Linked DNA regions of Muntiacus reevesi: region 2 is linked to region 1. Evidence: chromatin contacts called from public Hi-C data. All regions are on one chromosome and are shown on one strand. Each heading gives the region's core, a stretch centred on a gene start, on an enhancer-like site or on the middle of the called end of the contact. The rest is flanking DNA. Distances are from core to core; before and after follow the strand shown.

Region 1 (4,447 bases), core at 1,160-3,659:
AAAAGTTAGACACACACACACACACTGGAAAATTAGAAAGCGGGCAGACCAGCCATAATTAGCCACTGGCTTTGCTGACTACTGAAGATAGAAATGTCTCTATTATGCATAAAGCCAAGAATCAACTGTTTGCAATTACATTTACAAAAACATTGAACCCTCTGTCCCAGATTTTTTTAATCATTATTTTGGTGTATCCAAGGGCTGGGCAATACGGAATTCTTTAAATCATAGATACCATAAACCAGGCAGCCAATTAAGTTCACAGAGTCCCTCCCCCAGAGGTCAGAGCAAAATAATCACAGAAGCCCAAGTGATTACTTAGGTGGGAAGGGGAGGGTGTGGAAAAGGAAATACCAAAACAAGGAACAAGGCTGGAACAATTAGAGTTGTTTGTAAACATAAATTTGTCTTGGCTAACTGTAAACACAATAGGAAACACTCAGAGGGGCAGGGATGCACCAGAGTCTTGGTTCAGTCTATGCCCTGTCAGGGTCTGAGGGGAGCATCAGGAAACCTTGGGCTCTGGTATCTCATTCAGCTCAGACCTGCAGACTTGAGGCCCTCTGATAAAAACTGAAAAAAAAAAAAAAAAGGCCGAAGGGGGCCCCCTCAGAGGAAGTGAAACTGACCAATCAATTTTCCACAGCCACCCACCCCACAACCCTGGTAAGAAGGGCCCTTTAGAGTCTGACAGAAAGGAGGGAAAAAGGAACTTCAGGTCATAAGTGAGAGGGAGAGAAGGCAGAGATAAGTCACTGCTTTCTGAAAACAAGTGATTGCCATACAAGCGAAAACAAGGCAGGAGGCAAGAACCAAAGACGAGGCTGAGGAGGTGAGGGGACCTGATGTGGCTTTGGTAGGAAGCAGCAGCAGCTGTATGGGTTCTTCATCGAGCTGAGGGAAACACAAACTGCAGTTTTAAATATAATGAATGACTTCACCGAAAGTGTTCATTCAAGTGAGAGATGGAGCAAAGAAAGAAATCTGAAGTATAAACGGGTTCTGGGAGTCCTATCAAAACCAAGCAGCTCCTCCTGGTGTCTTCGATGCCAAGTCTCCCAATGAAGAAGGCCACAGGAAAGAACTAACCGTATTTCCTCCAAAAATCAATTTTGTAGGTAAAATTTTAAACGTGTACGGATATGGCTTCCTAATTGACCTTGCCAATTTCACCACCACTGCTCCACAAATCCCTTGGGAACCAAAGGGCCCAATGAGTGTCCGGATTCTTCACACACCTCCCCAGTCACCAGGCGCCCCCTCACCACTGACAGCCCACCCTGGGTTCTATAAACTGTACAGTTCTGGACCCTCCAACAACTAAATAAAACCAGCAATCCAGCTCTCCCAAATTGTTTAACCCCTGATTCCCTAGGGCCACCACAAAGTGGGGGTCCCGCTGGGTCTCTGTTCCCTGACCCTTTTCCTGTGGAAAAACAAACTAATTTTTTTCCTCCTTATTTCCCCATTTTTTTCATCGCCTCCTCCAATAATCTTGTCTGTCCTCAGTCTCCCATTCCCACCATCTAGAAGTCTTGGGCGACCAAATGCTGACGGGTGCGTCTGTCATAAGGTACCAGGTCCCTCATACCTCCCAGTACCTTGTACCCGCCTCAAGACCCCAGCCATCCTTCTTCCCCTCAAAAGCCCACCTGTGTCAGTTTCACCCTTGTTTCCCCCCATCCTCCTTGTCCACATTTCCTATTCCCCTGCCCTCATTCCCGCAGGATTTCCTAATTTCTGGTTTCAGAAGCTTCTTAGCTTACTGTCTCCTGGCGAGTTCCAAACGTCTTCTTCCTCATCACCCCTGCTACGACCCTCGCCGGGGAGCCCCCTGCCCATCCGCGGCTCTCTAGTTCCCCAGGTCCCGGAGCTCAGTGGCCGCTCTGCGCCCCCTCTGCTGTGCAGTCACCCTCTCCCGGGTCCCCCGGTGCCCGCCGCCTCCTGCTCTCCCTCTCCTCACTCCTGCCCGATAACCCCCTACCCGCTCCCCCGGTCCCCAACGCACTCCGGAGCCCCGCTCGCGGCGCCGACCCCTCCACCTCCGTGTCGCGGGGCTCCCCTTCCCCCGCCACACTCGGACGGTCCCGGGCCGCGTAGCCCCGCCGCCGCCCGGTCCCGCCGCGCCACTACCTTGGCCTTAGTGACGAGGTGCGTGGCCCGCTTGACCACCGCGAAGTTGCCCTTGCCGATGGTGCGGTCGATCTCGTAGTAGCCGATGCGAGCAGGCACCGGCCCGCGGGAGGCCGGGGCTGGGGGACGCGGCGGGCCAGCCGCCGGGGGCACAGCAGCGGGGGCGGCCGGGGGTCCCGGGGCGGGCGGAGGCAGCAGGCGGCCGGCCGGCCCGGCTCCCCCCGCTCCGGCCCCGGCAGCCCCGCCAGCTCCGCTCGCCGCCGCCGCCGCCATCTTGTTGTGCAGTGAAACCTCCGGGGCCGCGGAGAGCCGGCGGGGGGGGGGGGGGGGGGGGGGCGGGGAGAGGGGGCGGGGGGGCGGGAAAAGAGGTAGGGGGGGGCAGCGGACGTCACTCCAGGAGGCGGAGCGCCCGCGCCGCCCGGGCCGGGAGCCATGGCAACCTGTCGTCACGTGCCGACGCGCGTCACTGCCCGGAGCCATGGCAACCATGACCTCACCGGCTCGCTCGACCTTCCCGCGTGGGCCCGGTTCCTCCGGCGCCGGCTCCTGGGTGCCCCCCTCCGGGGAGGAGACAGTGGATACCGCAAGTGTGCCAGCCAGTTCCAAGCCATCGCAGCGTTGGCCACGTCGGGGGGTGCTTGTGCCTGACCCAAAACCTGCCCTCGATCCCCCCAGGAACTGCTAATGTCACCCCCTACTGTGACCTCTGTCCCAGTTCGGCAGTCACCCAGCCTCCTTTAAAGCAAAGTATTTCCTCCTCATCAAAAATATTAGCACTGTCCCACTTTAGCCCTTGAGGCCCCAAAGGCAGGAACAACTACATTACTGAAGCAACTGTAACCAAGTCGGTAGCGAGGCAGGGGAATTCTTCAGTAAAATTCCTTCCTCTTACAACCTGGTACAACCAATCTAATTGTCACCGAATGTAGAAGAATAGGGAAACTAGGATTTGCGTTTACAAGGGCGGAGAAATCAGCCCAAACACGCATTTCAGTCATTGGGTGGGTGAGACCCAAGCAGGGACGTCATTTTCCTTCCTCCCACCCCTTCTCTGAACAATTCTATAGCTAGATGATTGTCAAAGTGCCTGCATCCTATTTCTGTCACTTGTATAACCCTGGTGAAGCAATGTGCGCATTGTCCAGTGAGTCACCTCATGGTTAAGGGCTATCGGTCTGTTGGGCAAAATAAATAAGTAAATAATAAAATAAAAATTCCACCCCTACCAGCGACTCTCCAAGGACATTAAAGGTGATCAAATCAAATTCCAACAATAAATCTCATATCCCTTTTCTCTTCTCTGTTTTCTGCCTTTCTGCACCCTCCAGAGCCTTCACCAGCTCCCAGGTTTCCCCCCTCCTTTCTCTCCTCCCTCTATTAAGTAGATTTGCTGTAACAACTTCAGGTAAGGCTGAGGAGGGGTAGGCTACTTGGCTATCAATAACAAGATGTTCTGAGCAGGCAAGGGCTTCCCCAGGGGCTCAGGGGTAAAGAATCTGCCTGTAATGCAGGAGACTTGGGAGATGCGGGTTCGATCCCTGGATAGGGAAGATCCCCTGGAGAAGGAAATGGCAACCTATTTCAGTATTCTTGCCTGGGAAATCCTGTGGACAGAGGAGCTTGGCGGGCTATATCCAAAGGATCACAAAGAGTCAGACACAACTGAGCTTGCACACATACTGGGGTGGCAAGTGGGAAGGGGGGAAGGCCATGAACAGGCCAATGTTGAAATGTATTCCACTTTCCAATCCTGATTCCTCTGTATCTATTTCTCTCTCAATGGCAGAACTGTGTTGTCAGGTCACTATATGTACAATACTAAAAATTGACACCCAATGCACTGTGAATGTGTGAGAAGCAGAGCACCTATTTACTCTCTCTGACCAAAAGATATTTATTAGCTCTCTGATTCCTCATCTGACTGTGAGTAATCTCTGGGACTAGGACAGAACAGGGAGGTCATTCCACGATTGCCTTGAATCAATCCCCTGGTGGCTGTTCCAAATTGCCAACACAATTAACACTAATTGGCTTCTTTACTAGCAAATGAGGATAAGGATGAAGTGGTCCTCAGCTTCTGGCACTGGTTAAGCCCTTTCATTGGTTGAGCTCATTCAGTCCCAGATAAACGATGGTGTGCAGCCAGCCTCTTTTACCACTTCGACCCTACTCACCTGACTCTTAACAGGAACTCTACATTAACGTTGGTGCCAGGCCCGAGGGTCCTAGTTTTACCATCTTCCTAAGGAAAGGAGGAGGAGGAGGGTCTCAACAGGAAACTTATGAGAAATAAAGCAAGGGGGAAAAAAAT
Region 2 (4,447 bases), core at 941-3,440, 320 kb before region 1:
CCCGATGGCCCGGACTATGGTCCTGAAGGCTGTAGTTTATGTCTTCCCACAGATCATCGAGGCGGGCCTGCAGCTCGCCCCGGGCCTTGCCTCTGTCGGCTTGGAGGAACTCCGGGGCAAAGGCACTGTGGCCTGGCGGAGGCGGTGCCAGCTGCTGCTGGACCTGCTCGGTCTCTCGGTCAATGGCGTGAGTGAAGGCGGCAATCTGCCGGAAGGTGTCGTGGCGGAAAGCCTGGAGTCGTTGGCGCACCTCCTGGGATAGCACCTGGGGATCCGGTTGAGCCGCTTCCTCCGCATCATCAGCGCGGGAGCCAGCAAAGGCGCTGAGCTCCTCGCGCAGCTGGTCTAGGTTCTGCTGGATGCGCTCGTGCAAGGCCTTGGCCTTGAGCGTGAGCTTGTGCGAGAGCATCTGCACGCAGCGGCTGAGGCGCGCGGGGCTGGCGATGGCGTGCGGCGCCACGCTGCGGTGCAGCTCCTGCACGTGGTGCCCGATGCCGGACACCAGGCGCTCGGCATAGGGGTGAAAGAGCGCCTTGACGCGGCCGGTGTGGTGCGCCACGCGGCTCTGCAGCTCCTGCAGCAGGCCCCGCGCCTCGTCCACACCCCCCAGCAACTGGGCTTTGGTGCCCTCTCCGACCACGCGCAACTGCTCCTGCAGCTCGTGCACGCGCAGGGCCACCTGCTCCATCAGCTCCACCGTGTAGGGCTGCAACTGCCGCCGCAGGCCCTCCAGGTTCCAGCCCACGCGCTCATGCACCTCCGCCATGTAGGGCTCCAGACGCGCCCGCACCTCCTCCAGCTCCTCCTGCAGCTGCTGCCACATCCCCACCGGGTCGCGTGGGAGCCCGAGAGGCTCCCTCCCCTGCCCGTTCAGAGGGCCCAACTTTTCCAGAAACTTGTCCATATCGCTGAGGTCTGGCTCAAGTCTGTCTTTCAGGCTCCTGGGGGAGGGGACAGACAATCGAGCCATCAGTCGGCTAGCCCACTCACCTCTGCTCCGAAGACATCGCTCACTGATCCTCTGGGGAAACCAAGGATGCAGGGCGGTGGTCCCAAGCCAACGGCGCTCCTAAGGCAGGAATTACAAATGTGGCACAGATCAACACTGATCTGGACAACACATGTCCAGATCAACACTGCTCAATTCCTTGTGCACACAGGCACCTGGACTTACATAATCCTTCCGTTCTGGAAGCTGCAACCAGGAGTCCTCTCCCCTGATCCCTGGTCCCACGTTCCAACGGACATGAAGGCAGCAGATACAGAGAAATCAGAGGCGGCTGCCGGCAGAGGGTGCCAAACAGCCCAGGACGGCCAGCATAGCCGGCACAACTAGCACCGCTCTGTCCTCTTCCCAGGTGGCGCTAGTGGTAAAGAACCCGCCTGCCACTGCTGCTGCTGCTAAGTCGCTTCAGTCGTGTCCAACTCTGTGCGATCCCATAGACGGCAGCCCACCAGGCTCCCCCGTCCCTAGGATTCTCCAGGCAAGAATATTGGAGTGGGTTGCCATTTCCTTCTCCAATGCATGAAAGTGAAAAGTGAGAGTGAAGTCGGTCAGTCCTGTCTGACTCTTGGAGACCCCATGGACTGCAGCCTACCAGACTCCTCCATCCGTGGAATTTTCCAGGCAAGAGTACTGGAGTGGGGTGCCATTGCCTTCTCCGGCCTGCCACTGTAGGAGATGTAAAAGACGTGGGTTCGATCCCGGGGTGGGAAAGATCCCCTGGAGGAGGGCACGGCAACCCTCTCCAGTATTCATCCCATGGACAGAAGAGCCTGGTGAGCTATGGTCCATAGGGTCGCAAAGAGTCGGACACAACTGAAGCGACTTAGCAGGCATGCTCTCTTCCCAGGGAGTATGGGGAGGTTGAGGAACGGGGCGGCAGCAGCCATCCCACCCTCTGGTGTCTTCTCCCTTCCCCTGCGCCCCTTGCCCTGGCCACTCACGTGGGCTCTCGTGTCAGCTTCTGCTGCTGCTCCACCTTCCCTTTGTCCCAGCTGCTCTGGCTGAAGTAGTCCCAGAAGCCTTTCCGTGCCTCCGTGGCTGAAAGCACTGTGGAGAGGGAGGGGGTGAACAGGGGCTGGGTTTCCTCCCTCAGTCCACCCACACCTCCACGGAGAAGTCAGTGTTGGGGACTCACCTGAGAGGAGGGCCAGAGCCCAGGTCAGAACTGCAGCCATGCTTGCCATGATGTTCTCTGAGAAGAAAGGTGAGTGCAGGCCTGATGCAATTGAAGAGGCAAAGAAGGGACCCCTCCCAGAGGACTTGCCCCAGGGGGCCCTGCCACAAAATCTGTTAACCCTTCCCTGGGGTGTAGGGAGCACAAGTGTCAGGGCTCAAAAGGACTGACCTAGTTGAACGTGGCTGCAAGGGAAAGGATGTCTTCCTGGAATGGAATGAAATGCTCCTTTTTCATCTCATCAGATCATATGGAGTGTGGAGCTCAAAATGCTTAGTAAAATTTCCCTCCCATCCACTGCCCCCAGACCCCAGGAGCAGCTCCATCCTTCTGGCCCCCGTCCCCCTGCTCACTTATTCCTGCCCCCATTACACTTTTGGGAAAACTGAGGTATTCCCAGGATGAGATTGGGGGTGGAGGGAAGAAGAAATTCTGCCACAGTGCTCCAAGAGGAGGTCCTTAGTTCTTAGTCCCCACCCCCAGCTCTGCTCAATTAGGAAGCCGACCCACATCCCTCTGCTCACCTGCTCACCTGCTCACTTCTGGACACAGAGAGCAGACATTCCGCTTTATAGTCCAGGGCCTGGGCCTCTGGCAACAATCGCTTTGAGTAAATACCACGTGGAGGTTCAAAGAGGGATGACCTCAGCTGCCTCCCCATGCTTACCTCCTGCCCTTTTCTGGCACCTAGGGGGTTAAGAGGAGACGGCAATAACACCCCACTCCAGTACTCTTGCCTGGAAAGTCCCATGGACGGAGGAGCCTGGTAGGCTACAGTCCATGGTGTCTCGAAGAGTCAGACAGGACTGACGGACTTCACTCTCACTTTTCACTTTCATTGGAGAAGTGAAATGGCAACCCACTCCAGTGTTCTTCCCTGGAAAATCCCAGGGACAGAGGAGCCTGGTGGGCTGCCGTCTATGGGGTCGCACAGAGTCGGGCACGACTGAAGCGACTTAGCAACAGCAGCAGGGGGTTGAGAAGTGCCCTAGTATCTGGGTGCTTCCCCAGTAGAAAAATGCTTCCTGGAAAGTTTTACAAGGAGTGGGCCTGAATTCCTCATGCAGTTCCCCCTAAACCCATGACCTCCAGCCTTCCCGCAGACCTGCTGGCTGGCCCATCGACAGAGACAAGCCTGTTTGTTGCTGAGGGCCCTGCTCTCACTCAACTGCCCAGAAGCACTGTGTCCCCAGACAGACAGGGACAGTGTCTAGCTGCCAGCCTGAAACTGAGCAACTCTTGACAACTCTACCCGGGGGCTATGCAGACAGCCTGGGAAGAGCCAGCATCAGTAGGCTTGAAGATCCACCCACCTCCCACTTTATGAAATAATCCTGAAACAAGCTGGGGGAGTTAGATGTAGTGAGAGGCATCTGGGCCAGGGGACACTGGGCCCAAAGAGTGGGAGCAAGAAGAGAATTCTCCCTGTGGGGAAAGGCTGAACCCTACCCACAGGGCCTCTGAGGAAGAGAAGCCAAAAAGCCCAGACTTCCTCTGATGACATGCCCACTGCATGTACTTAAACACATACATTCATAAACCCCTGACTTTTGCTTCTAAATGTATCTTTTTAAAATTTTTATCTGCTTATGGTTGTGCTGGGTCTTTGTTGCTGTGCAGGCTTTTCTCTAGTTGCAGAGAGCAGGGGCTACTCTCTAGTTGTGGTGCATGAGCTTCTCATTGTGGTGGCTTCTCTTGATGGGGTGCACAAGCTTTAGCTGCTCCGTAGTATTTGAGAACTTCTCAGACCAGGGTTTGAACCCGTGTCTACTACATTGGTAGGCAGATTCTTTACCACTGAGCCACCAGGGAAGCCCTGTAAATGTATCTTGAATTGATCTCTTCTCCTCCATTTCCGCCACTGGTTGCATCACTGCCTCACTCACCTCTCACCTGGACCACATTCTTAGCCTCCGGCAGGTCTCCCTGCCACAATCCTACCTATTCAGTCTACTCTGTTGTGGCTGTTTCCAACCCACTTCCAGCCTTTTCTTCTGCCACACAAACCCTTGACATTCCTTGAGCATGCCACCTCTTTCAGGACCCTAAGCCTTTGCACCTGCTGTTCCTTCTGTTTGAAATATCCCTTGGTGAACTCATATTCATTTTTTTTCAAGTCTTAATTTGTATTAGTTAAGGTTAGACTCAGCTGCAAATGACCAAAAAAAGGAGAAAATGAAAAGTTTAAACAAAATTGATTTCTATTTCTCTCTCATGTAAAACATAGACCAATCAAGCCTCCTTCTGTCTTGTTGCATTATCATCTT

What was found. A called contact is a pair of places that touch in the nucleus more often than the background predicts.
Region 2: a contact with region 1 is called in a Hi-C map of muscle, with 8 times the contacts expected there. The contact joins the promoter of APOA5 here to the promoter of SIK3 in region 1. A contact is called at or near these places in 2 of 3 Hi-C or Micro-C datasets (blood and muscle).

What each region holds. Positions count from the first base shown.
Region 1 is chr9:63,996,096-64,000,542 of mMunRee1.1, reverse strand. It overlaps SIK3 (SIK family kinase 3), which reads right to left and starts at 2,409. Exons shown (of 24, transcript XM_065946254.1): 1 at 2,137-2,409. The coding sequence starts at 2,409.
Region 2 is chr9:64,313,442-64,317,888 of mMunRee1.1, reverse strand. It overlaps APOA5 (apolipoprotein A5), which reads right to left and starts at 2,190. Exons shown (of 3, transcript XM_065943787.1): 1 at 2,142-2,190; 2 at 1,948-2,053; 3 at 1-941. The coding sequence starts at 2,190.